5 separate regions of the Zea mays genome follow, and all the other regions are linked to region 3. Evidence: chromatin contacts called from public Hi-C data. All regions are on one chromosome and are shown on one strand. The core of a region is the stretch at or near the end of the contact, and the rest is flanking DNA. Distances in the headings are between cores, read along the strand shown. Region 1 holds the start of LOC100193045. Region 2 holds the start of LOC100191186. Region 3 holds the start of LOC100285758. Region 4 holds the start of LOC103650856 (EPIDERMAL PATTERNING FACTOR-like protein 9). Region 5 holds the start of LOC100194377.

What was found. A called contact is a pair of places that touch in the nucleus more often than the background predicts.
Region 1: a contact with region 3 is called in a Hi-C map of bundle sheath, with 3 times the contacts expected there. The contact joins the promoter of LOC100193045 here to the promoter of LOC100285758 in region 3. A contact is called at or near these places in 2 of 25 Hi-C or Micro-C datasets (bundle sheath and leaf).
Region 2: a Hi-C map of endosperm shows a contact between it and region 3, with 3 times the contacts expected there. The contact joins the promoter of LOC100191186 here to the promoter of LOC100285758 in region 3. A contact is called at or near these places in 4 of 25 Hi-C or Micro-C datasets (ear, endosperm, leaf mesophyll and 1 more).
Region 4: a contact with region 3 is called in a Hi-C map of tassel, with 5 times the contacts expected there. The contact joins the promoter of LOC103650856 here to the promoter of LOC100285758 in region 3. A contact is called at or near these places in 2 of 25 Hi-C or Micro-C datasets (ear and tassel).
Region 5: a Hi-C map of ear shows a contact between it and region 3, with 1.7 times the contacts expected there. The contact joins the promoter of LOC100194377 here to the promoter of LOC100285758 in region 3. A contact is called at or near these places in 2 of 25 Hi-C or Micro-C datasets (ear and tassel).

Annotation. Positions count from the first base shown.
Region 1 is chr3:164,481,965-164,486,524 of Zm-B73-REFERENCE-NAM-5.0, forward strand. It overlaps LOC100193045, which reads left to right and starts at 2,285. Exons shown (of 1, transcript NM_001138213.1): 1 at 2,285-4,099. The coding sequence starts at 2,311. The coding sequence ends at 4,083.
Region 2 is chr3:164,629,147-164,634,123 of Zm-B73-REFERENCE-NAM-5.0, forward strand. LOC100191186 reads left to right here and starts at 2,208. Exons shown (of 4, transcript NM_001196816.1): 1 at 2,208-2,309; 2 at 2,686-2,871; 3 at 3,000-3,164; 4 at 3,536-3,813. The coding sequence starts at 2,304. The coding sequence ends at 3,592.
Region 3 is chr3:164,139,265-164,144,341 of Zm-B73-REFERENCE-NAM-5.0, forward strand. It overlaps LOC100285758, which reads left to right and starts at 3,349. Exons shown (of 6, transcript NM_001158648.2): 1 at 3,349-3,468; 2 at 3,597-3,646; 3 at 4,693-4,755. The coding sequence starts at 3,402.
Region 4 is chr3:164,498,271-164,503,276 of Zm-B73-REFERENCE-NAM-5.0, forward strand. It overlaps LOC103650856 (EPIDERMAL PATTERNING FACTOR-like protein 9), which reads right to left and starts at 3,339. Exons shown (of 3, transcript XM_008676450.4): 1 at 3,014-3,339; 2 at 2,797-2,870; 3 at 1,990-2,472. The coding sequence starts at 3,128. The coding sequence ends at 2,290. It also overlaps a transcript of LOC100193045 not described here.
Region 5 is chr3:163,834,224-163,839,080 of Zm-B73-REFERENCE-NAM-5.0, forward strand. It overlaps LOC100194377, which reads left to right and starts at 2,457. Exons shown (of 7, transcript NM_001139411.1): 1 at 2,457-2,717; 2 at 3,300-3,460; 3 at 4,332-4,394. The coding sequence starts at 2,567.

The DNA.
Region 1 (4,560 bases), core at 1,035-3,534, 340 kb after region 3:
CGGAAGCCGGCGCGCTATAATTCACCGGACTGTCCGGTGTGCACCGGACATGTCCGGTGCTCCAAGGAAGCGCGATCTCCGGAACTCGCCAGCCTCGGGTTCGCGCGGCAGCCGCTCCGCTAAAATTCACCGGACTGTCCGGTGTGCACCGGACTGTCCGGTGTGCCAGCGAAGCAACGGCTCCCTGCGGCGCCAACGGCTCCCTGCGGTGCATTTAATGCGCGCGCAGCGCGCGCAGACGTCAGGCACGCCCATACTGGTGCACCGGACATCAAACAGTACATGTCCGGTGTGCACCGGACACCCAGGCGGGCCCACAAGTCAGAAGCTCCAACGGTCAGAATCCAACGGCAGTGATGACGTGGCAGGGGCACCGGACTGTCCGGTGTGCACCGGACTGTCCGGTGTGCACCGGACTGTCCGGTGCGCCATCGAGCAGACGCCTCCAGCCAACGGTCAAGTTTGGTGGTTGGGGCTATAAATACCCCAACCACCCCACCATTCATGGCATCCAAGTTTTCCACTTCTCAACTACTACAAGAGCTCTAGCATTCAATTCTAGACACACTAAAGAGATCAAATCCTCTCCAATTCCACACAAAGCCTTAGCGACTAGTGAGAGTGATTTGCCGTGTTCATTTGAGCTCTTGCGCTTGGATTGCTTCTTTTCTTTCTCACTTGTTCTTGAGATCACAACTCCATTGTAATCAAGGCAAGAGGCACCAATTGTGTGGTGGCCCTTGCGGGGAAGTTTTGTTCCCGGCTTTGATTTGAGAAGAGAAGCTCACTCGGTCCGAGGGACCGTTTGAGAGAGGGAAGGGTTGAAAGAGACCCGGCCTTTGTGGCCTCCTCAACGGGGAGTAGGTTTGAAAGAACCGAACCTCGGTAAAACAAATCCGCGTGTCACACACTTCATTATTCGCTTGTGATTTGTTTTGCGCCCTCTCTTGCGGACTCGTTTATATTTCTAACGCTAACCCGGCTTGTAGTTGTGTTTATATTTGTAAATTTCAGTTTCGCCCTATTCACCCCCCTCTAGGCGACTATCAGCAGTTCTCTCTCCCCGCAGGTACAGAGCCGAGCGGTGGCTATTATAGCCCCCGCCCATGGCGGAGGATGTTAGGAGGACGCCATTGGTAGCTACGGCTGCACATCTTGCCCGGCCGAGCAAGATGGCGTTCGCGAAGGTCATGGCAAAGATCATGACGGCCCGGCGGCGACGGCGGCCCTCACGACGCTGCCGTTGAGGACCTCGCCTTGGCCGGCGGAAACCAGCACAGCGAGGCCGAACGTCTCTGGCGGGGCCGGGGCGGTAGCACGGTGCCTATCACGGAGAGAAAGCGGATACTTCAATAGCGCGGGAGAGAGGAACGGTCGACGTGTAGCGGACGCTCGACAGCCTCTACGTTTGGCGTCTCCCGAACGAGCGCTAAAATTTAGCGCGCGCCATATACCGAATGTTGTTGGACCCATCACGCATGTCACGAGCGCTAAAATTTAGCGCGCGCCATATAACGAATGTTGTTGGACGCATTGCGCATGTCCTCGTCCGCAATTTAGCGTACCAGACCATCTAGCTAAATTTAGTGGTTATTGCTGGAGACAGCCTAAAGTCGATAAAGATTTAGGAATTGGTTTGGTTGGGGTTCAAGGGCTGGCCCAGTAGTGCACTTACAACGACGCTTTCCAAAGTTATTTAGATTTTAAGTTTTGTTTCAAATTGGCAAGTAATTTTAATTTTAAATTTCATTTCGAGTTGGTTGGGGTACGCCAGCGACACTTTCCAAAGTGATTTAGATTAGATTTTAAGGTTTGTTTCAAATTGACAAGAAATTTTATTTTTTAATTTCATTGAGTTGGTTGGGGTACAGGCTCAGATAGTAGTGCAATGTAGCTACTGTAATGGATCCTCTCCCATATAAATAAAAAATAAATTTAATATCAAAGTGAACACATAGTCTACATATCAAATATCAGATATTAAACTGCTAAGAATAGACTACACTTCTTAGCCTTTCTCCGGCAATGAGCGGTCAAAGCCACCGAGGTGGGACTAAAAAGAAGCCGCGCTCCGCTCAAGCACGGCGCTCGTTCTTTGATACCGATCGTCGGTGCTATACCCAAGCCGCGGTAGAAACGGGCTCGTTAAGGCCCATCAATAGCTAGCCCACCAAAGAATCCCTCGGGCTTCGGTTCGGCTGTGGAAGTCACTCACTCACTCATCGTCTGATTCGTCTCCTGCTCTTCTCCTAGGCTCCTACACGGCTACACTTTGGCTTCGTCTGGAACGGTCATGTCTGAGGCTGATCGATGCGGCCTCCCTGTCCCGCCGTTGCACTGCCAACGCTCCTCTCCCGCCTCCGTGCGTGCAGGTCCGCCTCCCACGCGCTCCAGTGCCACGCCCTCCTCCTCACCTCGGGCCACCTCGCCGCGTCCCCGCTGCGCCTCTCCAACCACCTCCTCCTCGCCCTCGCGTCCGTCCCCAGCGCCGCCGCGCTCGCGGACGTCGTCTTCGCGCGACTCCCGCTGCCCGCCGCCCGCGACCCATTCGCCTGGAACACAGCCATCCGCCTCCATGCCCCGGCGCGCCCCCGCGCCGCGCTGCTCTACTTCGCGCGGATGCGCCGTTGCGGCGTGCGGCCCGACGCCTACACGTTCCCCGCGGTCCTCAAGGCCTGCGGCTGCGCGCCTGGCTGCAGGGCCGGACTCCTAGTTCACGCCGAGGCCGTGAGGAGGGGGCTGGCCGCGGACCTCTTCACGGTGAACGCGCTCATCAGCTTCTACTGTAGGATCCTGGACATCCGCTCGGGCAGGAAGGTGTTCGACGAGGCAGGCGGCGTTTCGCGGGATCTCGTCTCGTGGAACTCCATGGTCGCTGGGTACGTTGGGTGCGGGGAGATGGGGCTCGCGCAGGAGATGTTTGACGAAATGCCGCAGAAGGACACGTTCTCGTGGGCGACCTTGATCGACGGGTATGGGAAGCAAGGCGGTGCTGGTGTGGACCGTGCACGCGAGTTGTTTGATCAAATGCCTGAGAGGGATTTGGTGTGCTGGAACTCAATGATCGATGGTTATGCCAGGCATGGTAGGATGGATGAGGCGAGGTCACTGTTCGAGGAAATGCCGGAGCGGAATGTGATCTCGTGGAGCATTGTCATTGATGGGCATGTCAGTTGTGGAGAGGCAAAGGAGGCTTTGGAGTATTTTCAGAGTATGCTACGGTGTGGCTTAAGGCCTGATAGGATCGCTGCCGTGGGAGCTGTCAGTGCTTGTGCTCAGCTGGGCGCTTTGGAGCAAGGAAGATGGCTTCACTCTTACTTGGAAAAGAAGAAGCTGCTGTCTGATGTTGTGGTGCAAACAGCTTTGATAGATATGTACGTGAAATGTGGGTGCTTGGATCTTGCCATGTTGATCTTTGAAAGCATGGCCGAGCGGAGTGTAGTCACTTGGAATGTGATGATTGTTGGACTTGGAACTCATGGTTTTGGTCTGGATGCTGTCACGCTGTTCCATCGAATGGAGGCTGAAAGTGTTGCAGTGGATGATCTTAGTGTACTTGGCATGCTGACTGCTTGCACACATGCTGGGTTGGTCTCAGAGGGTTTAGAGATATTTCACAGAATGAAAAAGGATTTTGGGATAGATCCCAAGGTAGAACATTATGGTGCATTGGTTGATCTACTTGGTCGTGCTGGCCGTTTGGATCAGGCCAGGCATGCTATAGAGACAATGCCCATGGAACCAACTCCAGAATTGTGGGGATCTCTTCTTGCTGCCTGTCGAAGCCACAGTTGTGTTGAGCTGGCTGAGTTATCAGTGGAACGTCTTGCAGATCTTGGAGCTGATGATTCTGGAGTCTATGTCCTTCTGTCAAATATCTATGCTGATGAAGGAATGTGGGGTGATGTTTTGAGGATTAGGAAATTGATGAGTGATGAGGGAATGAGAAAGGATATTGGACGGAGTGTGATTGAAGTGGATGGTGAAATACATGAGTTTGTGAATGGAGTTGGCTCATATATTTGTAAGGATGAAATGTACTTGATGCTGTGGAATTTGTCTAACATGGTGGCATCTATTTGATGCTCCTTTGTCTACCAATTTTGTGAAATCCTTCACCATGGTGTATGTTGTTTTAACATCCTAAACATGCACATGACCAAATTATAATTACATCTGATGGTTCGTAGCTCTGATGGTAATGTGTTATTTTTCAACCCTGAGGTTTCCAGCTCAAGCACAAGCAGGTACCAACTCAAACAACACTGGATCGATGAGTATCCATGTGTGGTCCATTTTATTATTTTTTCTTGACTTGCCTGCACAGTGGTGACTCAAGATGTGATTGAATGAAGATGCTTTGTATTTGAGGCTTCAGTTATTTAGTCATTTTAGTCAGTTTTAAAGGACGTAATGGTGTCGGCGTTTCGAGACAGGGGGGTCCCTAAGCCGACGAGTGAGTGTGCTGCGTGCCCCAGCCCAGATGGGTCGAGCGCGTGGGCGAGCGCGAAGGGGGGAGAGGCGAGGTGGCCGGAGTCGAGCGTGAGAGAGGTGGAAGTC
Region 2 (4,977 bases), core at 958-3,457, 490 kb after region 3:
AGTAAGCATGTGTACGTGTTTGTGTTTCTGCAAAGGATTTGAAACCATGTGGCAGATTATTCTCTTTCAGAAACGGAGCGCCCCCGTCGTTTAGCAAAGGAATGACTTGTAGTAAAAGGGAGGTTGGCAGCATGCGCACGTAACGGAGAGCAGAGGGAGGAAGGGCCCATCGGCCAGGGACCTTATCTTTTGCATGCACGGTAACATGACAGACGACATGACCGGTCCAAGTCACGTAGTATTCTGTTCTTCCGTTTCAATTATCACGGTCAGTTCTCCAACCAAAAGTGAGCGCGCCGGATTAGACCGAAAAGTGAGCGCGTCTAGTGAGCCAGAGCCAGCCAGCACAGTACTGGCCCTCTTCCTTGCTCGTCACCGGCCGATGGCGACGGCGGTGGAAAGCTCTCGGTCTCGGCGGCGGGGAATTTAGTTAAAAGCGGCGTGCAACGGGGCGGAACCGCAGGAATCATTGTTGTGTGGTTTTGCCATGGTTCCGTCCGTGCAAAAAGTGGGTGCCTTTTGCCGCTCCCCACACCATGCGCGGGCGGCGGCCTTCCGGCCTTGAGAGCCGCGGCTGGCTGATCGAGGAGAGCCACCCGCCGGCCGGGTGTCGGGCGCCGGACGGGACGGAGGCGAGCGCGACGAGCGGCGCCCATCCTCGGGTGCGTGTAAGTGTGTTCGAGTTCGACAAGGGCACGCGCGCGACAGGGCACGCACACACACGCACTCATTGTCTACCATCGTGTGCGGTGGCAAGGACTTGGTGCCAAAAGCCGGCAACTTTACAGTCGTTACTGGACAGTGGACACAGGTAGAGAGACCGAGATTTGAGAGACAGACAGAGGTGACTGAGGGCAGGCAGCGACCACAGAAAAGACGAGCATCATCACTGCGCTAGCGCTATGGACACTAGCAACTCGGAAAGCGAGGGCTGGTGGCCAGGCCTGCCCCTCCTGCACACACCATGCACGGCTGCCCGATTGTTTTTATTTTGACTCTTTTTTTTAAAAAATAACGTATGCCTAGATCCGTGTCATATGTCTTGGTGATGATGTTTCAACCCTGTATTGCCGTGCCTCCGTTTTCTGGTTGCCGCTTGCTCTTCCTCTCTTCTCCGTCCTACTCTCTCCGTCCACATATATTTGTCACTACGGTATTCGTATGGCTCAAACTTTCTGAAATTTAACTGGATTTATAAAATATATTAGCAACATTTATATCTTCGAAAAATTTTACTATAAAAGTAGATTCAAAGATCTATCTAACGATACTAATTATGTACTATAAACATTCTATTTTCTTATATAAGGGGGTGTTTGGTTTATAGGGACTAATTTTTAGTCCCTACATTTTATTCCATTTTAGTTGCAAAATTGCTAAATATAGAAACTAAAACTCTATTCTAATTTCTAAATTTGGCAATTTATAGTCTAAAATGGAATAAAATGATGGGACTAAACATTAGTCCCTACAAACCAAACACCCCCTAAATGTGGTCAAAGTTAAAAATGTTTGACTCCTCGAAAAATAAGAACGGCCAACATTTATGGACGAAAGAAGTACGCGCCTATATATATGCTCATCGATCGCTGCCCCAGTTCCGACCCTGACTCCAACCTAGACCCTCATAGTCAGTCGGTGGTACGAGAAATAAATGAGGTCCATCTCAAACGGGATGAGACGGTTTAAATTGGAGCTCGAACTGTAGACTGTGACTGGCGTTAAACCGTATAACTTCAGTGTTATAGATCACGACATCTCTCCACATGGTTATACCCGTGTTAATGGATTGTTTGGTTGTTGCATGGAGATTGGAGGGTATTGAGTGGCATATAATTCCTTGTAAGTCAAAATAAGTAGTAAAGGATTATACCACCTTCAATCCCCTCCTATCTCTATGCAACCAAACAAGTGCTAATGGTCTCATCAAATATGTGAACGTAAACTTTTTTGGGGAAAAAGAATCTAATATAAAAGTCGGCACGGCTGCGGCATGAGTAAACTCTTGTGACTGGGGTGGGGTATTGATACTCATTGCCTGCCTGCCCGGGCTCGGCTCATTGAACGCTAGCTGCTGCTTTGGGCGCTCGCTTTTCCTCGAGGGCTTTCTGAAAAGTTCGGGTACGTGTGCCCCCACATTCTCTTCGGACAGGCCTTTCGGCTATGTATAGAGGAGGAACCCCTGTGCTCCGCTGCCCAATTCCAACCCCAGCTTTGACTGCCCTCGCTTGGTGCTCAGTTCTTTCCTCTGCTCCTCCGCCTCTTCTCGCACCTCGGCACCTTCTTCGGCAACTGCGAGCGAGATGGAGGTGAGCCGAGAATGCGTGTCTTTGTTGGGCTTCTTCTCTTGTTTTTTTGCAACAGCGAAACTAAACTATACGCCATGTCCTTGCTAACAGAGAAACAAGCCATGACAGTTGGAACATGCTCGTTTTACATATACATAGTAGACTAGTTATCTTACCTACTGTGAATCTGAAATATATAGTATTGCCGTAACAGTGTTTGTTTTCTTTTCAAACAAGCACGTACGTGTCCTACATTCACATACAGTTTTTTTTTTCTTTTGCTTCCAAACTTCCAGAGAAGAAGATTACACGAAACTGTATTGCATTCTTCAGTCGTACTGTTCAGTCGCCCACCACCAGTGGAGTAAAAAAAAAGTTTCGTTTCGTTTTCTGCCAGGCGCAAGACGACTGCAAGTGGCGGCAGATCCCGGCGTTCGGCGACTGGAACGTGTGGGACGGCGACATGCCCGTCACCCAGTACTTCCAGGCAGGGGCCTTCTTCTTCGCGGCGCCGGCGGAGAAGGGCGACGCGGATCTCTTCAAGGTGCCCCAGTTGCCTGCCAAGCCCTACGGCTACAAGAAGGTGAAAGAGCACTGCATCCATTTCTTTCATCAACTCCCCAGCACTGTTTCATACTCCGTGCCGTGCAGTCTGCACTAGTTAACAAAGGTGGTACTGACAATTCTGTGTCCGATGCCTGTCCTGTGCAGTGCGTTGTTCGAGTGAAGGGGGAGAAAGAAACCGCTGTGCCGCCGGCGGCGAGGAAGGGACGCAGGAGGCGCTGCGTGAGCGAGCAGCACAAGTGGAAGCCCAAGGGAGCTGTGGACGAGGACCTGTACAAGATCTCCCCGCAGCTTCTCTGCAAGGTGAAGAAGGCAAGTGCCCTGTAATCAAATCCTCCCTAGCTAGTTTGCTCTCAGATCAGTGCGTCTCTCGCTGCATGCACCCAACGTGTAGCTAAGTGGGGTTTTACCTTTTGTCTAGTTCTCGTCATGTGACTGTCCTTTATCTAGCCTAAGCTGACCCCTTTGCAAGTAGCTTTTGTTTGGATAGCATTAGATAGAACATCTACATTTGCCAAAGATGTGACCTTTTTTTCAAAAAGAAAGAAGCTTAAGCGCTTCATTTTTTTCACAGCATTTGGACGGCCTTTTGTCAAAGGCCATGAGCGATAAAGCTGGACTGTAAATTCAAGCGAGATTTTAGGCGAGGATTTTATTCTCATGACCTGTTCTTCGTTCTGCAGAAGAAGCTGCTGAGGAATTTGCTTGGAGGGTGCCTCGGCTTGGGCTGCATCGCCTGATAGTGAGAGATGCAGAGCTTAATAAGTTTCTTGAAAGTTCGCTTGCTTGGTGCTCTGGAGAGAGTTGTATAGTTGTCTACGCTAATATGAGATTAATGGAAACTTACTACTGCTTCTGCACTCGTTTGAATGTAACACTAGCTTGCATTCCATCTTTCCTACGGTTGCTTCAGTGCCTGACTAAGGGCTGTTTGATTCTGAAAATGTATAAATTCAGCCTTATTGTCTTTCACAGGTACGAATTGGACCTTCATTAACTAATGTGTTCAGCAAGACTTGTTAGCCCAAGTTGAATGGTTCAGGCAAGCTTGTCTGTAACCAAGGGCACCCCTGTCTGTAAACCCCTATTCAAGCTAGTCATCAATGTACGACAACTTTCCTGGTCCTGCATCCCATGTTCCCGTTTATCTTTTCTCTTCTCTCTCCTTATCTCTCACGCTTTACTAGGATAGTGTCACTGGGCATTAATAATATGTGGAGCTAGTTCAAACTTGCCACAACCTTTCGTTTCTCTCATCCCCTCCTTCCTTTGTGAGCCCCGGAGGAGAACGTGAGATTTGGGCTAAAAAAAAAGATTAAACCTATAAGTAAATTCCGAAAATAAGTACTCTGAGCGCTTCGATTCAAGATATTGGAGATCATACCTCTCATCCCCTCCTTCCTTTGTGACCGTTGATGCCGCGATCTTTGTCTCAGAGGGCATTCAGCATTGGACCCACCAATATATTCCGAAAGCTTTGACGAGATTAGATTTAGTTGGTCAAGCTGAGCATAACATAGAAGCAATAACATCCGATATGGGAGGAGGAAGAAAAGGATGTGTGACAGTAAATTAGGAAAAAAAATCATGATCTAGTACCATGTTAAAAGTGGCAAAAAACAATATTCTCATGAGGGTTGTACTCATCTATATATATAGAGATGTACATAAGAATGATTTACATGGTAGTTGAGATTAGACAACATAACCCTAAGGTGCCGTTTTGTTCACATGTTGGTAACATAATGTGTTACCAATAACGTTAAATCGTGTTTGTTAAGTCCAACCGTAATCGATATCACGCTACAAATGGATACCGCCTTATTGAAACTTGTTACCGCCGATATTTGAGTGTAAATCGTTACCACTACCATTTACGTTACATTTCATGAGCCAAATGGCACCTAAGCCTTTACATAGCAGGGAGCATCTCCAAGAGACCATGTTAAAACTCCCCAAAACCAGTTTTGGGGGTAAACTCTGCTGGTTCGTGCTCCAACATAGGCCCGTTCGTGAGCCGCATTTATGCGCGACCCGGAAAAACACGCGAGGATAAAAACTTCCCCAATCATGTGAGCGCGTGAAACCTGGTGAGTTCCCACCGAGATTGCGTCGGTGGATCCTC
Region 3 (5,077 bases), core at 2,099-4,598:
GTTTCCCAAGTGGAATTGATAGTAAATGAGCATTAGAATTGAATGGAATACAGGAATAATCAAATGAATAATTTTGATTAGCTGTTTTCTTTTTCGATGATGAGTCGTCGTCTCTTGGTGAAGATGAAGAGGCATCGCTGTCGTAGTAGACGATTTTCTTGATGCGCCTCTTCTTCCCAATCCTCTTCTTGTGACTTGAGTCTGAGTTGTAGGCTTGTCGTCTCTAGGCTCATTGAGGAAGGACTCCTTCTCCTTGTCATTGACCACCATCCCCTTTCCCTTAGGATCCATCTCTTCGGGCGATTAGTCCCTTACGTGAAGAGAACGGCTCCGATACCAATTGAGAGCACCTAGAGGGGGGTGAATAGGTGATCCTGTAAAAATCAAATACTAATAGCCACAAAACTTAGTTATAAGTGTTAGTATGGCTAAGTAGTTTGAAACGAGCTCTTACAAACACAAATAATCATAGAGAGGAGCAACACAAGAGACATGCGATTTTATCCCGTGGTTCAGCCAAGTAACACTTGCCTACTTCCATGTTGTGGCGTCCCAATGGACGAGGGTTGCACTCAACCCCTTTCAAGTGTTCCAATGATCAACTTGAATACCACGACTTTCTTGCTTATAGTCTTCTTCCCATTTGCGAGGAATCTCCACAAGTTGGAGCCTCTCGCCCTTACAAGATTGATCACAAAGAACGCACAAGAGTAAGGTTGGGAAGAGCAACACACACAAGACTAAAATACGCAGCACAACCACACACACAAGTCACGACTTGAGCTTGAAATGCAACACACGGAGTTCACAACTCAAATGGAGCTCAAAATGCAAACACAAAGAATCAAATGCGTGAAGTTGGAATCTTGGAGTCTTAGGATGCTTAGTGAATGCTTAGGTAGCTCCTCCATGCGCCTAGGGGTCCCTTTTATAGCCCCAAGGCAGCTAGGAGCCGTTGAAGATCAACAAGGAAGGTTATCCTTGTCTTCTGTCGAGTGGCGCACCGGACAGTCACTATAAACGGTCCGGTGCCGATCTCCTTCCTTTTCTGGTGCAGACGACCGTTGCAGCTCCGGGCTGGTTGGCGCACCGGACAGTCCGGTGCCCCCTGCCGACCGTTGGCGCGGGCCACGCGTCGCGCGCGAATTGCGCGGCCGACCGTTGCGCTGGTGACCATTGGCTCACCGGACAGTCCGGTAAATTATAGTCGTACGCCGCCAAACTTTTCTCGAGAGCGGCCTGTTCACCGGAGACCAGCCTACACCATCGGACAGTCTGGTGTGCCAGACTGAGCTAAGTTTTGGCTGCACCGAGCCAAGTCTTTTTGGTTTCTTTTCTTCCTGTTTCTAGTACTTAGACAAAATATGTTAGTACTCGAAACAATGTACTAAGTCTAGAAACGTACCTTGTAATATGATTTGCACTTCTCTCTTCATTTAGCACATAAGAACCTAATTAAATGTGTTTGTGTACTTAATCACCAAAACATAATAGAAATTGCCCAAGGGCACATTTCCCTTTCAAAAATCCTTCTAGTATTTCTTGAGGTAAAATCTTCGATTAGATCTTCGTACTTAATCTGCTCCAACAGATCACTTTCAATTTCTAGTATTTCTTGTGTCATGGTAGAATGCAAATAGGTTTTGACCAACTTGAGTTTAGAAAAACTCTTTCCGCAGATGCAACGGTTACAGGAACTGTTAACAAAATTCGGTATGCAATAACAATATTGGAAAACACCCTAAATGTTTCACATGCTTCAAAATGTCAAGAGGGCCCATAGATTCCTTAATTAAATCTCGGATGAGTTTTAACTCCACAAACAATTCTTTTCCTTCAATATCTGAATGTTCTCCACTTTTGAGTGTAGCCTCAAGATTCATAGAACAAGAAAATAATCTCTTATCATCCAAAGAGCGCAACTTATATGAAGTAAACAAGAAACCAAAAGTCTTTTCATACCCCTGGTATTGTTCAAAGGCCTGTTTGGAAGCCTGCCCCGGGCGCCACACCGCGTCACACTTCGAACGCCGCGGGTGTGGCGCCCGAATCGGCCGCCACACCGCGTCACACTTCAAACGCCGCGGGTGTGGCGCCCGAATCGGCCGCCACACCTTAGGCGTGGTGCGGCGCCGTAGGTGCCTGTCCAAACAGCCCCCAAATCTTCTAGTCAGTGACGTGATCGCTTGATCAACAATAGCAAGAAAATAAGTTACCCTAAATGATTCTTGTGCAGATTGTGAAGCAATAAAAGTATCTTCAGGGGTCTCATCTAAGCAATATAGTTACCCTAAATGATTCTTGTGTAGATTGGATCAAATATATCATGTTGAAGGCTGAGAGCATAGAGCCGATTAAAAAAGTTGAAAGAACTTGCCTGGCGTGCTTGCTAGTTAATTCAGAGCAAAGCAACTTGGACTTGGCTTCACGCGGGAGACAGGGTGATGATGCTGTAGCCTGTACACGTTGCTGCCGGTGATTCTCTTCAACGGCGATGTCGGCGCTGCCGCTGGTGATGGCAGGGCGACAGGGATGTTTTGCGATGGAAGCCAAAGGGGCAGGTACGCGGCCGCGTGTTTCTTTGCCTTCCTATGGAAGCCACCAACCGAGAGAGGCTAGACTAGTTAGAATCGGATGGGATATGGGCTGACTGAGCTGCTAGTATACAATACATATACGTGAAATGGAGGCCTCCAAAAAATAGGGGCCCTGTGCGGTCGCCCATTTTAGCCCTCCTAAGCGACGGGGCTGCTTCATCCTCCGCGCAGCTACCACCAATCACAATTGCAAGGTGACAGAAATGTATAATCACAATTAATCCTAAAAAAATATTAAAATTTTCAGGATTAATTGTGATTATGTAATCATGATTTTAACCTTTTATTTTTTAATCACTCATTCTGATATTCACTAATAGTGTTAGGGTAAATGACAACTTCGTTTTCAAAACACAGGGGTAGAATCACAAAGTTGGAAAATGATGGATAAAATCATAATTGTAAGATAAGAGAAAGACATAATCATAATTAACCCTAATTATTATAGGTATGAAGAATGTGGCGATTCTACCAAAAATAATAATAGAATAGATACATGACCCGACTCTCCTAAACTAAATATACGTTGATCCCGCCCGCGTACCTACTCGTGCTAAACAATCGTATCCATTCCTTCACAATGTCGCAGCCTCTCAGTCTCAGGCCATGGAGAAGTTTGCAGCCCAGCAAGAAAGTGGACGTCTCCAACCCTATCAAAAATGGGCCTTACAATGCGGCAGGGCCAGGAGCCCACAGAGAAGCGGTTCCAACCCAAAATACGTACGGTCGTCTGTTGGACGGCACTGGTGAAGTCGAAGTCTCGAAGGTTCCAGCGAGCGACTGTGTCGAGCAGGAGAGAGCGCGATGGGGAAGATGCGGCAGCTGATCTGCCTCGTGGCCGCCGTCGCCGCCGCGGCCATCCTCCTGACAGGTGACGCAGGGTCTTTACCTCTAAACTCGATCGCCTTGTCAGAGCCGTCCGCCCCTCACAGCCTTGCTCCTTCCCGTTTGCCTTGACGTGCTCTCCTTTTGAAACCATTGCTTGTGATTTGTATGCAGCGTCGGCCAAGAAGTCCGGCGACGTCACCGAGCTTCAGATCGGCGTCAAGGTCTGTGCTCCGTAACCGCGGTCAACTCTCCTCGCCAGTTTAATTGTTTGCTGTCTTCGCGGATTCTGGCGGATCTTGGATTCGCCGGTTTCTTCATTTAGCAAAAAATATTTTGTGAATTAGTGCCTTCGAAAAAGTCTGTAGACTCCCATTTCGTGGGCGTCAGTTGAAATCTCTTAGTAAAGGATGGCAGAGTTCAAACTCAGAAAGGGGTCGGCTTCGATGATTCTAGTATATCGAGCTACACACGGATCTGCGACTGCAAAATCTGTAGCCTTTTCTTCCCCTTTAACGCAACATTCTTGAGTCATCGAATGAGTTTCACTTGAATTTTATATGTGTCACTCAAAGATGAATACAGGAAACGATTGTGGTACTGTTCTGCTAGTCAAATTCATGTAGTCGATGCTCAAACAGTCAATCTAGAAGAGGTCTAATCTAAAATTTCCTCGGCTAGCCTGTGTTAAAGATGGTCTCCCTGCATATTGCTACCTCTGGAAAAGAACTTTATCGGACTAGTACCTTATATCAAGATTCTAGACCACGCTGGGTGATGGTTGATGGCCTCCGGTCACAGTTGGTCCTCTTAAGGGATAACCATTGTAATGCTGCTGAAGTTGTCTGTTTAGGGCCTTCTCCAAAGGATATATATACCCTCTGTTATGGGTTATCGCTTCCCCTTCAGGCCTTGTTTGGGTACTCTAGTATTCACCCCAATCCACATTTGTTGAGGTGGATTAGGGTGTAAATTAGGGGTGAATACTAGAGTACCCAAACAATGCCTCAAAGTTCAAAGTTCAAACAGAAAACTAAGAATCATTGGATCATGATAGTGAGAAATATAATATTTGGTTACAATCCAACGTGTTAGTTAGGGATTGTGATAGTGGAGAACTGCATGTCATCAGCTTCTGCTTATTGTTACACAATTACCGTACAATGAAACAATGAGAACAGGCTGTGGTTTTCTTGTTATTACATTTTGAAAGGAGGTATCCTTTTGTTCTGTGTGGCATTGATTTTTCTCTTGCTTGTCTTCCTTTCAGTACAAGCCTGAGTCATGTACGCTGCAAGCACACAAAGGAGACAAAATTAAGGTTCACTATCGTGTAAGTACCTGATCTGTATGCTTTTTTAGCCTTGCTCTATTTTCCACATTGACTTTTTTTTTGTTCAGTGATGTAGCCCTGTAAGGGATTTGCTCATGGGTGCTATAGATATGCCTTAACTCACACAGTTAATATAGTCACGCAAAAGAACTGTGCTATTTGCTTGGGAGTATGATCTTTATAGATTCATAATATCTTGTCTCATATATGGTTTTGCCTTTTTCATGTTCGATTAAAAAGCACTCCTCGTCGATACTTTACCTGCAGTGTCTCTTTCCTCTTTTTAACTCTCTTTGTTATTTAGCTGAAAGGCTTGATATGC
Region 4 (5,006 bases), core at 2,089-4,588, 360 kb after region 3:
TCAGAATGAAGATAGATGAAGTTCAGATTTCAGAATGAAGATTTCAATATTGTATGTTGCTTCTTACTTATGTATTTCTGCATGTCATTTTGTAGCTGTGTTGTTGTTTGCTGATTACAAAATGAAAAATCGCTGATATTAGGAACAATAGTTGATAATTTGGGACTCTGAAATATGCCTAGTTTTAGTTCTTTGGCTTCAAAACTGAAAAGTAACTGCTTTCTAAGTTACCAGTCTGTTTTAAGCATATAGTCCTGACTACCTGACCATCAGCATGAGTAGTGTGATTTGGCACGAGTGAGACATCGAAACAGTTCGTCCTCTTTGCTACTTGTACAGAAGCATGCTCAAGCTTATAATTTAATATTATATCCCAACAGAGTTAACAATGATGAACACTATCAAGCTACATAGGTGCTGCTGGACAATGGGTTCGATGCTGTGTTGACATCAACCTTGGTGCATGAGACTCAATTATGGCTTGATGTAGGCGTCGTATGTAAAATAAAACAGATCGATATGGATCCTCTGACATACATCCATGTGAGTCTCTTAGATTCAGGGCCACCTGATAGGGAGCTAGTATGACCTATTCTTGTTTATTTAAGACAAACGGTGAGATCTCATTCTATTGCCTAATAGTACTGGGTTCTGGGCCGCTACATCAATGTTTTCAAGTCGGACGATTTGCTAGTCGTTCTGACTGACCGACTAGGGCCGACTAAACTTGGGCGATTAATCACGATTGGTCCAAACCGACTTGGACGATTAATCGTGAGTTCGTGACTAATCGCGATTTCAGACGACTTGAAAACAGTGGCTACATGTCAGATTTTTTTTGCCGTCTAGAAGAATGCATCCCCTCTGTTGTGTGATTGTGTCCCTCAGAATAACAGTGTATTCTATTTTTTTCTGTCCTGTTGCCCTTTTTTTAGGATATCTGCAAGTCTTGAGCTACAGTCATAGTATGTAGCACATTGCTATCATCACATGTTATGACTGATGAGTCATCGTAGTGTGATTTACTCAAGCTAAATTCTTGTTTTATGTTTTGAAATTATTAATCTGAAATATAACTGACCTTTTAATGTGCGGGTCATCTTTTGCGTGACCTATGACATCTCAGTGAGGGTGTACTTATAGTGCTGAAAGATATGGGTAAGCGACTTTTTAAATCAACACATTCTCCCAAGTCCAAACACAGCCCTCTGGATGCCTTTGATGAATAACTGACTATTTGTTGGGCCTCTGTATCTCAAGGCTTCGATGAATCTTCTTGTACATTGATGTATTCTAAAACTTGTCTTGGTATTGGGTGAACCACAAAGGGTTTAAATGACTTTAAATGCATACTTAGCAGTAGCCAGGAACAAATTTTGGTTACCATCATCAGTGGCCTTTTAAGCAATAAATTCTTCTGCAAGGAACTCCGATATCCTGCTCACAATATACATTGCAGTTGTGGCCCTGCAGTGGCAACTCATGCACAGAGCTCAGTTTACCTGAATTCTCACAGAAGTTATATATACATATTTGTGCCTTATACTTGCAAACTGCGTGCTTTTTTGGCACCAGAAGTTTGCTGCTGATAATAATGTACAACATGAATGAAACTATGCATATTCACTTTAGTCAGAGATGCAGGTAACGGTTTGACATCTTTTCTCTGACAACTTTTTAGTTAATTAATCTTTAAAATGAGGTCTAATTTGATTGAATGCTGGCCACAATAGCATTCCCTCTGCATGAGCTCCATTCTTGTCACCTTTCCTTCTGTGGGTTTGTGTAGTTTAACATACTTCCCAATTGTACAGGTGATTGTTATTTCTATTACTATGTAAAAGAGGAGTGCCATGAATGACCATAAGAACTGATGATGCTCAGAAGATCCAGCCTAGATCTCCAAGGCTGTTCAAGCAGTTGGTACATTTTGAGGTTTGTTCATACTTCATAGACTTGATGCATTGTCGCCATAGGTCAACCGTACTATTTATGCACTTGAATTGGCTGGCCATTCATACTTTCAGATGTCAAAATTGGTAACCATTTATACTAACAAAATTACTAGTCCATAACCTGAGCTAGGCATTTTAAAGTACAAAATGCTCCTCCAGACTCCAGTCCTCTACTAGCTAACCTCTTGTAAAATAGAAATGAGACAAAGAAGCCTTTTTCAACAGAGAAAACAAAGAATAGAAAGAAAAGGAGAGGGAGAACCAAAAACGGGCGAAAATACTACTATTCTCCAGGACACACAATAACATAGAAGCTCCTCCTACTCATTGAAGATCACCTGTGGCAAACACACTTGTAGTGGTAAGCACTGTTCATGGGGTCATTTGCATCCACTGGGACTTGCTCAGCAGTACACTTGAATCGACACCCTCTGCACTCGTTGTATGTGCATATTGGCGCAATTGAGCCGATCAACATTCTCCGTGCATACTTTGGCAATATGCCTTTGTTTAGACCCTAATAACAAGGCATGTGAAAATATCACGCTAACTATACTTGCTTTAAGGTCACTGAGCAATTTGTGGGTTAATCTATTGCAAGGTTGTATTCCACTTTTTTTTAGAAAAAAAACTTTAGTTTCATTCCTTGTTTCAATTCTAAAGTTTTTTTCCAGTAATACTAGAGGAGTGATGGATGTTGGAGGCAAGTGGTTGACATTTTGTCCTTCCAAAGTTTTCCTGTCATAATACATGTGTAAAAGAATAAAAAGGTACTGCAAGCCTTTGAAACTTAGAACCCTGAAGAACGCTACATCGCTACATCTGAAAGAGAGATGGGTACCTTGACGGTCTCCTGCAAAACTATATGTTTACCAGGTAATTCCTGGTGGAGATATTGCACCACATAATCAGCACCTTCACCACAAATTAGATTGAAATGAGCAAATAATCAGTGGAAGTGAACAGGAAGCAAATGCTAAAAGAAAGAAGCGGCTCGTCCCATGCAAGAAAAAGAAAGGAAATAAACAACTCGGTGTTTGTACAAGGAAGGGAAGAACCTGATGTTCTGCCATTGTGGCCTTGGCTGCAGAGAGCATGACCGATGAGCAAGTAAGAGAGAAGGAAGAAGAGGAGCAGGGAGCTTGTGGTAGTCGTGGAGCAACCATTAGCCATCCCTCTAGTTCAAGTGAGCAATGGATAGAAAATGGGGGGGATGGTGCTTTATTTGGATTCAGAGAAACAGCATAAGGAAGCAAGTGTTAGAGGTTATATAAACTGGGAGACAGGTGCAATGGCTTGTGTGTGGCAGCTCTGTGACTCTGCTCATGCCTTGCATATGCATATCCCTGTGCCATACCATGCAGAGACACTAGTATGGAGGGGGAGCAGTGGGGACTGCGGAGACCACCAGCACCAGGTGGCTCCACCCTCTCGTATGCACGAACGCACGGGATAACAGATGCGTCTGAAACTTAGCTGCGGGGGGCATTGCTTCAATTATTACCATAGCGTCACTTTGTCTGTTATAGGTGTTCCTTTCTGCGTTTTTGTTTCCTGTATCCCATTTTGAACGTAAGAATTTTTTTTTACAGGACAATCGAAGTTAACGGGCACAAGATCCGAATACAAAGCTTGGGCGTTTGGTGTTTCAGTGTTGCACAGCAGGAAAGGAAGACAGTTGACATGGCTCTTCCCAGGACAAAAAATGAATAGAAATCAACTCCAAATCTTCACTCAAACCCTGAAAGAGAAATCAGCGAAGTTAACCCGTTTGGTGTCGCTTTTGGACCAGCTCCAGGAGCAGTTTTTTCACAGCGTCACTTACTAAGGCTTTGTTCGTTTACACCAATCCAGCTCTGGATTAGCATGGATTGGAATTAAATCCATGTCACAATCCATGCCCCAAAATAATCCAAGACTACTTAAATTTTTTTATTCGGTTAAACCCATCATGGAATATAACCCAAGGGTTTGTGATTTTTTTTTAACAATGAAAGACATGAATTCTATCCATAGCTCATTAGGTATGGAATAAATCCATAAAGATATTGCACAAGTTTACATTAGAATCTATGGATCAAAAGAATAACTAGCTTTGAGAGATATATGGATTAGTTGATGGATTTAATCCCACCATAGGATTGGGTGTGAGGTATGGATTCACCCAATCCATAAACGGATTAAATCCATGGTAGGATTTTATCCCATGTAACCGAACAAGGCCTAAACGGTGTCGAAGATGTTGCTCCCGCTCCGCTTCGCCCGAAAACACGCTCCGGATCTGTGCATTTGCGCCCTCCCCAAAATACCCTCTTCTCGTGCATCCTGAATCATATATACGCTTTATATTTTGAGACCGAGGAAGTACATCTTTTTTCTTATTTAGCAAGAGAAGGTGGTTGGAGAGAGAGAGAAGGCAATGAACCAACAAATAAAGAGAGAAACTCTGTTCAGAGCCTGTAATGGTACGTGACCAGGCAATGCCAGAGCAAGCTCTGGATCCTGCATCTCTGCATGGCCAAGCTCTTGCCCAGTCCACAACGATGTCCGTCTCCTCATGTGACCTCCAAAGGCATGGCCTGCTGCATCTGGATTCTGGATTTCATATTCGGAGCCGTACCATCCACGGTCTGGTGATGTCTCGTGGACATTAGTTGTTGGAATCTCTGGATCTGCCACAGTGGTATTTTTGCTCTATATTTTACAACTTGTTCGATTATTCTCATTACATATGTATTGATTAGGATTGGAAAAAAATAAAAAAATTGACTTGCTTGATATTTAAACCCACTTAATCTATATAGATTAGAGCGAACCGAATAAGCCTTTAGATCTTGTTTGGTTATTTCTGATCTATCTAGATCTAATGGGTTTTGACTTGCTATGAATTATTGAGCGCTAATGGAACAAGCTCCCTTTTGGGTGGAGGATATCGCCATGTTGTGGGTGGATGGATGTGAGCTGAGCACTGGGCAGGCTTCAGTCTCGGACCACTGGTCACGACTCACGAGGCCGTAGCCGAGTCAAAAATGTGGTCAAACTATTTTTGAG
Region 5 (4,857 bases), core at 1,207-3,706, 310 kb before region 3:
ACGGCATCCGTGCCCGTGAAGAATGCCCACGGTGCGGTGACCACGGACCACCGCGCGCGCGCACGTAGCCTAGGCGCAGCGGCCCCGAGCCCAATGAAGCCACGCAACGCAACGCAACGCAGCTACGCAAGTAAGCGGGTCGGTGGGCGGAAAGCAGAAAACTGGAAAAGGGAAGATATGCATATACGCATGACGCCATGACATGATCGATAGCCACACGCCAAGAGCAAAAGGGGACGCGGGGGGCAAGCCGGAACGACTGGCTGAGGTCACTCCGGTCGCCTGCTGTCCGCTCCTCTCCTCACAGTTCATACCCGAACCAACAAAAAAAAAGATGGGCAGGGGACGAGCGAGCGCACAGCACAAAAGCCGCACTCCCCATGAGAAGAGTGGGAAAAAAGAGAGGAAAAAGACAGAAACGAGCAGCCCCGCACCGCCGGGACGCGTACAAAAGAGCGTGGCAAAATTGCTAGGTGCACCGCCGTGCCACAGAGAGAGAGAGACGCCGCAGAAATGTATGCGTCAAAACTCGTGGGCTCTCTGTGCTCTTTATTTACGCCTTATATAGAATGCGAAAATACACGAGCGTTTCAATAAATAATAAATAAATAAAAATCATCCGTCTGTTGCTGGTTGGATCTTCAAGTTTTACGTAGTAATATCCGTCTCTGCTTCTGAGATGGTATGCAGTAAGAGGAGACGAGTAGAGTGTCACCGTGTCGCGCGTGCATGATGCATATGCTACACAAAGGAAGATGTGCTCGAGTGAGGTCCAAGGCCGAGTTTATCACGCTTTTTATTTGCTATTTAAGGCCTTGTTCGTTTTGTGTCGGATTAGTGGGTCGAATCAATTTCTAGCCGAATTGATTCTCTAATTTATATAAACTTTAATTAGCTTCAACGATTTCGGGTGCAATCCGACGTAAACGAACAAGGCCTAATAGTACGGTGAGTTGGTGATACTTGACACTTTGACTACAGAGACACGTAGCATTGGTAGCAACATAAGACTATTTCCATCATTTTATACATCCCTATCCCCCATATTTCAGACTTAACTCTACAAGCATTACAGTCTAACATACTCTTTATTTAACGATGATTGTTTTAATGGAAAGTTTAGTTCACATCATGATGTGATAGAGACAAGTAGCGACACAATCAATTATCGTCGTGCAAGGGTACCATTGTGAAATGGTCAAAATATTTGATACATGAGTGAGTTAGGCTTTCTTGCACAAATTAAATTCTAAACACAAGGCCAAACTCCACTCAAGTGATTAATGACGTGATAAAGAGTTTTGCACTCTAGCTAATTTTCAATTCCAAATGAAAAGGCTTCAATTGAACCGCTTCAATGTAAATATGTATAGTAAACAAAGGATTATCGGACTCCTCTGGAGACTTGGCACTCTCTGCTAATCCTTGTTTGATCGATCCCTCTTGGTCCACGCAAGAACCAAATATTTTCTACGAGCTGCTACTTCACCGCTCCGACACGATGAACCGCTCACAACCATATACAATACCGAGTTGGGTCACCTACAAACTCTTCATGTGATCATCACACTTTTGATCGCCATCTAGCCACCATTTTAGGTATTAATGACTACCAAAGAGTAACAAGCATTAAATTCTCATATGACCTAACTAATTCCAATGAGGGTGGTGGATGCAAATAGTTCACTCTATGTCTAATGAGATCGCTAGCGGTGAAACTAAATGTTACACCCCACTTAACACAGTCCAGGCAACAACTCACTGCACCGGACACACCAGTACCTTCCTAATGGCTATGGTATTCAATTTTCACTATAGACATGTTTGATGAGTACAAACTTGAATATGCACAAAAAAATATATGTTCGTCTATGAAAATTGAAAATGTCTAAAATTCTAGAGGACTAGCATAGTATACTATTCCCTTCGTTCATAAATATATGATACTATTGATTTTTTTAAAAACTTTGACCACTCATATTATTCAAGAAATAATGAGTTATCATTTACTTTTTTTTGATTTGTTTTATCATTTAAGGTGTTTGTGCTTGATTTAATTTCTTACATTTTTAAATAAAATGAGTGATTAAAGTTTTCGAAAAAAGTCAATAGTATCATATTGTGAATATAAATATTTTGAATAAGACGAATGAACAGAGTTAGTACTTAATAGAATTGATACTCGTACCAGCAAGTTTCTGTACTTTGTTTTTCCTAAGTTTGTACTTCTTTATCGGAAGTATAAAGTATAGGTGACCGACCAGTGTTTCTTTACCTTTCATTTTCCGTGCTCGATTTTTTTAGATCGAACACCAGGCCAGGAGGAGGAGCAGGCGCGGCTAAACGCGCGAGTGCACGTAGCAAACCGCATCGTCGAAAGAGGAGAGAGAAATAATAAATATACGACGAGGGGGCATGGCCCCCCTCTCCCTTATTCTATTCCTCCACACCGATCACTCGCTGCTCCCCTCTCTCGCCGGAGCTCCGGGCCGGATGGCGGCGGCAGCAGCAGCTCCTCCCGCCTCCGTGATCGCGTGATGGACGCACACACCGCCGCGCTCCGCCGATGGACGACGCCGGAAGGCCACCACCACACGCTCCCGTGGCGGTGACCGCCTCCGCCTCCGCCTCCGCCACCGCCGCGCCCGCCCCTCCCCAACCCTCAGCCACTGCTGCCGTCGACAGGTCCTCCCCCGACCCCGACGCGCTCTATGAAGGTTAGGGATTACGCTTCTCTCTCCGCTCGCGCTTCAGCTCGTGTCGCGGTTGGGGGGAATTGGGGGTTCGGTGCTCAATTTCCCGTGTAGGTTAAAGTTCACCCAGGTGCTCTGTTTTTACGTTTTTTTTCCTTTCTTCCGTGGAATCACTGGCTGCGCCTGGAGTACTCTATTTGTGAACCATGGGTTGTTAATCCCGATTCCTCTTGTGTTATACGTATCATGGTTTGGTGATCTTCACGTCGTCGTGAAATTGGGCCCATTGTTTTTTTTTTGCCGTGACACTGGATTGGGCTACACCGCGAGGCTGTTATTAGTTTAGAAGGTTTCTACCTTTCTAGCGTATAGTCTAGATTCAGCGGATGCTTCGTTAGGATTTTGTTATAACCGTAGCTAAGTGTTGATGATTTTGTTATTCGTTGCATGAATACCTTCGGTGCGAAATGTGGGTGATTTCATTTCTCAAAGAGACCTAAAGTGAAAATTTCACACTGCACATTGTTGATATTAGTTTGTTATAAATTATAGTGGTTTATAATTAAGTAAAGTAGTAAGTAAGTGTATGTGCAATGTTGATTGCAGAGGGGATGTGGCAACAAATGGCCATGGACAGCGGTGCCACTATGCAACCTGGGTCATATCCTGAGCGACCAGGTGAACCCGACTGCACTTACTATCTCAGGACTGGATTGTGTCGATTTGGCATGAGCTGCCGATTCAATCATCCTCCGGATAGGAATCTGGTGAATATCCCCGCCTTTCCAAACTGTGATTATTTGTCGTATTGCTTTGAATCACCAGATGTTTTTTCCATTATCCAATGTCATTGTTGTTATGTACATTAGCAGCATTGTTATGGACCATATGCGGTTGGAAGAATATTTATCCTCGAACCAAAGGCATTTCCCTTTCTGATGTGTTTCAGTTGCATCAAGGAACAAAATGCAAGAAGCAATGTTTGAAAAGAAAATATGTGATGATGTGTCTATATGATCACTATTGGTATTTAACCCTTTTCCCACAGGAAAACATACAAAGATATTGGTTCCAGTAGGATGATGATAATATTTTGTCTAAGGTGTTTGTCAGTTCGAAGTCTCTGTTAACCTGCTAGTATGTGTGTTCTGTTGCAGATAACACAATTTGTAAAAATAATCCCGAAAAATCTGTTTTTAGGCCTGCAGTGTTGTCAATATGATTATTTTGCCTTGTGCCCCATCTTCATATCCGTTCTATTATTGGCAAACTCTCTGTGATTTGTCCCACGTGACCTGGTGCTGCCCGTTTCTTTAATATTTTAATTTTAAATGGTCATATGATCTTTGAAGCATAGTTTATGAACTACTGTTTGTGGCAATGACTTATTGGCTAGTCTGCGACAATAGCCCAACACCCAACTCCACATTAGCAAAGTTAATAGAACAGAGGCAGCTGTTTATCCCATAGTTCGATTTTTTTTGTTACCCTTGTGAGCTGTGATATTTGTGTTCTTTAGTGATGCTTTACATTGGTTGGTGCTTCTATGCAAATTTATGTCTTTATTTGAGTACTCGTTTTTTTTACTTCATATCCCATTTTTTGTTCTCAAGTTAGGTTGAATCTGTTTAATTTTAGGCTATTGCCTCTGCCAGAATGAAGGGAGAATATCCTGAGAGAGCGGGACAGCCAGAGTGTCAGGTAACTATTATAACTGACTCTTCTGTCCTTCAGAAACACGAGCCATAGAAGTTTTACTTTTGGAAATGTCTTTTTTTGGTTGAAGTGCTTTGGTTCCTGTACGATGATTTTAAGAAATTGCTTATATGACCCATACACTTTCAATTATAGTTTGAATAATAAAAAGTAGAGACAAGAATATCAATGCAGATAGCATATTCTTGTAGTTTTTGCAAAGAATGCAAGGTTCTAGAGATGTAGTAGGCATATTGGTGAACACATGCCCACAGGTAGAAAAGAACTCTGAACTATTGTCTTCAGATTCCTGAAGGACAATCTTGTTCGTAATTGTACTCTTACATTAGACATCTGGCTATTTCTGTTAGTCTTGACATTTCACCAGATCTACATCTTTGATCACACAATCCATTGAGTGCTTTAGCTTATATGTCATGCTGTGCAAGTATTGAAGCTGAAAATTACT